Regions from separate parts of the Gossypium arboreum genome. Here region 2 is linked to region 1. The links are chromatin contacts, called in public Hi-C maps. All regions are on one chromosome and are shown on one strand. Each heading gives the region's core, a stretch centred on a gene start, on an enhancer-like site or on the middle of the called end of the contact. The rest is flanking DNA. Distances are from core to core; before and after follow the strand shown. Region 1 holds the start of LOC108463801. Region 2 holds the start of LOC108464165.

Region 1 (2,756 bases), core at 67-2,566:
TAGATTAAACTGAATCAACCTTTTTTGGGCCCTCATTTTCTTTACCTATTGCCACTAACATAACAACAGCACATGGATTTTGAGTATCCAATTAAATATCAACAATATGGTTAGGTCTAGGGTCTGGGAAAGGGCACACATTCATTTGGATTATGGAGTCTAAGGGTCATTTTTTTAAGTTTTATTTCCCCTTGTTTTAAAAAACTTGGGAAAAAGACAGATAAAACATAATAGTTTCAAGGATCATGTTGAGCTATGGTAGGTCTGAGTAACATGGGGAGGGGGGAGAAGAACAAACACAAAGAAAATTTCTCTACTTTTTAAAAGATACGATTTGAATTTTTACTCACAAAAGGACATGGTTGTCATTCACATGACCCAAAATTTAATAATTCTAAAAAATAAATTCAGCCAAATGGGGTACTGACAAGTGGTGGGTTTTCATGAATCAGTGCCTGCAAAAGAGGACCAGTCAAAACTCCCCACATTGAATCCAAAATACACACAGTGTCCTTTGGGTGAGAATAGGGATGGCCTGAACCACAAGTACTGCACACACACACACACACACACACACACACACACACAAACACACTAACTTTTGGCCTTTGAGGCTTCGTATCTAAGATTTTACTGTCTCTATTCTGGTCTCCTATCTTGCCAGCAACTGCTTCAACCTTTTATGATTATCTAAGAAAATTTTCAAAGAAACTTAAAGAAAAAGAAAAACCCTTTTTTTCCTTTCTTTGAATTTCTTCGTTTCTTTTGAGTGGAAAAGAGACATTGTTTAATGTGTCCAAAGAAATTAGCTCGTTTCCCCATGTTGGATCAGAAAATCTCCAGTGGAGCCAATGAAAATGTGTTCTCAATTATTTTAACTTATGATCATAATATCATTCCTTGTGCTCTTATCTATGATAATTTTTTGTATTCAAAACTTCTCTAATACTCAGATTTCGATTAAATTTAAGCTTTAAATGGCTTAACCCAATATAAGTTATCGGTTGATACAATTGTAATTTAAATAGTTATTGTTTCCTTTCACTTCATTCCATGTAAAATTTGGGGTACAGTACGGAGGGAGTATCACATGTGGGTTTTCTGCTTCTTTTAATACTCCCCATTGATGAATGGTTAAAATCCTTCGTTCTCCAGCAAACATATATATATATATATATATATATATATATATATATATATAAAGAGAGAGAGAGAGAGATAGAATCCATTAATAAATAATACAATTTTTTTAAAGATTGATGAAATATTTTGTACCCATCCTTCGAAACTTCGATACAAACTTCAAGGGATAGGCTGTGTAGATTTAGAATGCAAGGAAACTATATCATTCTACCAATTGATATGCAGAGTATATCTATCTCTATTTATAAAAATAAATCAAAATCTGGATTGAAGTAAGGAGGAAAATCACAACAGAAGCCTAGAATGTTTAAACTTCATTACGGAATACAAAACATATGTGTAGTTTTACTTGTACTATTGCAATCTTGCACTCATAGCATCAAACACATAATATAGAAAATTTAACTTCCTATTGCTATTGGGCATCTTTTAGCATGTCTCTTTAGATGAATAGAAAATTTATAGTATCTATTTATTCATTGTAGGGTAAATTACACCAACAGTCACCCAACTTTGGGGTTACTGACAAAACAGTCACCTAGGTTTCATTTTAGTCACTTAACTTTCAAAAAATAACAAAACGGTCACTAACGTTATTAAAACGTGACAAAATAGTCATCGGTTAACGATTGTCGTTAGAGTTTTAATGGGATTGCTGACGTGGCAAGTTAACCAGCTGATGTGGCAAGTTAACTTACCATGTTGGCAAAATCGCTGATTGGGGCAGTTTTAGGGAAAAAATGGGTAAGGGTAATGTTTTAGGGTTAGAAATAGATTAAGGAAGGGGATTTGGGGGGGGGGAGAAAAAGGAAAATCAATTTGGGAAATTTCAATCCTAATTTAGGATTTTTTTAGGGTTTAAACTGAATTGAAAATCGATTAAAGAGGGTTTAGGGTTAGAAATTCGTTCAATAATCCATTAATAGGGTATAAGGTTTAGGGTTAATGATTGTCTACTTTGTTTAGGGAGAAAAGAAGACGAACCAGAAACCATTCAATTTTTTTATTGCCAGGGACAATGGGCAATAGAAAAGAAGCTACCAGTGGTGTTACATCCACTTTAACGGGTAAGTTGTTGCATTTAGTTTTAAATTTTTTGGATTCCAATGTTGCTATTTCGATTTAGGGTTATTTCTAATTCAATTTTAATTTCGATTCTGATTTTGATTTTGATTTCGATTTTAATTTCAATTTTAAAACACTCACTGATTTTGATTTTGATTTTGATTCCAATTTTGATCTCGATTTAGATTTAGAATTTGATTTTGATTTCGATCTGGATTTCAATTTAGGGTTATTTCGATTTTGTATTGTATGCCATGTGCATGATGTTTATTGTTTGTTTCTGCCATTGTATGAATGCTATTATCAAATTGATGCGTATTGTGTATATCTGTCATTGTATGAATGCATTATCAAACTGATGTGTATTGTGTATATCTGCCATTGTATGAATGCATTATCAAACTGATGTGTATTATGTATATCTTCCATGATGTTTATTGTGTATATTGTGTATATTGTGTATATCTAGCATTATCAAACTGGTTATTGCCTGTTATTTCCTGCCATGTGCATGACAAAAATGGTTGTGTTTGTTTTCTACCATTATT
Region 2 (2,700 bases), core at 11-2,510, 210 kb after region 1:
TATCATTTAGAATCAAAGCCCAAGGATTTTGTTGCTAAAATTTTCCAACTTAAATATGATAAGTTTTCTGAGTAGGTAGTGCTAGACATCGGTTGGCATTGGTCTTGGCACTGCTCAAAAACTACCTCAACACATTGAATTGTGATGGCTCTTCTTTAGGCAATCAGGTGACAGGTAGTCACCATTTATAAGTTTTTGCAACCAATATGATTGTTGAAATATGGGCATTATGATATGATTTTTTTTTTAAATAATTAAGGGAGGAGAATGAGATTTTGTTTGGGATCGAATCCAATCTCCAATATGATGTTTTACTTGTAAAGGATTTAAGCATCTCTCAATTATTGAGCTTGATGCCTCGTCTGTCATTAGTCAAATGAAGAGTACTGCAACTGGTAACATTATGCTTGAGCAGGACTATTTTGAAGACATTTTAGCTTAGTTGATTGCAACATATCTATATGAAGGGAATAGATGCACTACTCACTTGCAAAGGAGGACGATAGTTTTAGTCCATCTAGGATTAAGGTCAGTTTTAGAACATTTTAATGATATGTTGTCTATTTCAATATTCTGTTTTTATGGTTGATAAAGCCAACTATAATGTGTACCACGCGCTATAGCTTAGTAATGCTATGTTATTCTTTTCTTAAAAATTACTTTTAAAAGTCTTAAAAACACAGGTTAACAAAATCCTTATTTAATTATTATTCTTTAAATATATTTTTACAAAATTAACTAGAAGGATAATAAATATCAAAATTATATATTAATTTTGATTTAATATGTAATGTCATACATGAACTTTAATATTGTGTGATTTTATACATAAAATTTGATTTGATCCTATTTTTAAAAATTACTAACAATATTATTAAATTAATACCGCTTTACGCTCGAGATATTGCATACACAAATAATTTTATTAATCAAATATAAAAAATAAATGTATGTATTTATTTATTTAAATGTATATAATTGAATTGAAATTTAAATTTCATATATATAATTACATCAAATCAAAATTTATGTATTAAATTAAACATTAAATTAAAAAATTATGTATAAATTTAATATTTATCGTAAATAAAATAATAATCGCATATAACTTTGTTTAAAGTAAGTTCGCATTGAAACCATGAATCTATAAAAATAGCTTTTAACCAGAGTAAAAATCAGAGAAAGACGAAAGGGGCTTACTAGCCCAAATCTCAAGGCTCAAAGTTGGGCCTTTTTGGACAAATAAAATGACAGACCATTTATTCATAAAAGAAAAAAAAAAAAAGGGTACATAACAAAACAAAGCTTTCCACTTACCTAACACACAGATTATTGATCCAGAGATCGTTGTTTTTTATTTCCTCCTCCTCTCTTTAGGGTTTCGACACTCCGATTCTATCATCAGAGATGTGGCACGAAGCTCGGAGATCAGAAAGGAAGGTCCACGACATGATGGACGCGGCTCGAAAGAGAGCACAAAGACGGGCCATATTCCTTGCCAAAAGACGCGGCGACCCTCAACAATCCATTCAAGTCGTCGGCTCTCGCTGCCGTATCCACCGTGACGATGCTCTTTATCATGCCACTCAAGATCAGCAAGGCTTGTAAGTCAATTTATCAATTTTCCGTTAAATATTACCTTCTTAGCCTTCCATTAATTATCTCAAATTTATTCCTTTTGCTTACAGGATTCCTTGGAATGGAAAACAAGATATTTTAATCGATAGGTATATATTTTTTATTTCTCATTTATCTTCATTTCTAAGATCCTTTTAGACGATGCTTTTTTTTTTTTTTTAAACTGATTAGCATTTGCTTATATTTTAGATTCGATGGCCGAGCTCTTCTTGATTTTATTCGCGAGCCAGGGACACGACATTTTAGGAATCAAGAGAAGTCTGAAGAGGAAGAAGAAGTAGAAGAGTTTGTTAATTTCGAGCGTTATCGGGATTTAATTAAGCATCGCCGTAGAGGATGTCGGTACTTTTTTATTTCTTGGAATTGATAAATTCTGTTTTTGGTTCACTTTTGTTTGTTTCGTGTCCCTCCTATTTTTTGGTTATAACGGCAAAAGTCTGTTATAAGAATAGCGATTAGTTTTCAAATAAGCTTTATGTGCTGAGGTTTGTATCTTTTGACAGTTACCGACGAGGATGGTTTACAACATGTGAATGTAGAAATGGAGGCAAAAGTAATCGCACCGTTCCAATCAGACAGGTTTAGTATATTCTTTTCTCAGCTATTTGTGCCGATTTGATAAGATAGGTGATGCATGTGATGGTGCTCAAAGCTTTTCCGAAAAATAAAAATTTATTGGCATGCCATCTGCATAAAAGTTTCCAACAGTGTCTTGCTCTTTGCAATTCTTTTTTTCATGCTGCATAGGGCTTTAGGGTGATCTTAGACATGGAGATAAGATGGTGGTTGCAGGAGATGTATTTTCCAAGATTTATTCTATTTGGAAATAAATGTTGAGATGCGTTAAGTTTTTATAAAAGATCCAATTTATAGACTTGTCTTGCATTTTACTTTCTCTCATATGATTTTTAGCTATTTATAAATTAACTTTGATAGGTTTATTATTTGTTTTAGTAGTCTTCTTTTAAAGCAGGAAAAAAGCTTTTTTTTATTTTTTCAGTTCATATATATGATGAAGATCATTCAGTTAGCCTGTTTTTATAAGGTTTTGTTTTGACTGTT

Evidence for each region. A called contact is a pair of places that touch in the nucleus more often than the background predicts.
Region 2: a Hi-C map of leaf shows a contact between it and region 1, with 3 times the contacts expected there. The contact joins the promoter of LOC108464165 here to the promoter of LOC108463801 in region 1. A contact is called at or near these places in 2 of 5 Hi-C or Micro-C datasets (both in leaf).

What each region holds. Positions count from the first base shown.
Region 1 is chr11:32,654,913-32,657,668 of ASM2569848v2, forward strand. It overlaps LOC108463801, which reads left to right and starts at 1,317. Exons shown (of 5, transcript XM_017763726.2): 1 at 1,317-2,756.
Region 2 is chr11:32,868,312-32,871,011 of ASM2569848v2, forward strand. LOC108464165 reads left to right here and starts at 1,261. Exons shown (of 13, transcript XM_053021201.1): 1 at 1,261-1,604; 2 at 1,689-1,727; 3 at 1,828-1,976; 4 at 2,142-2,217. The coding sequence starts at 1,408.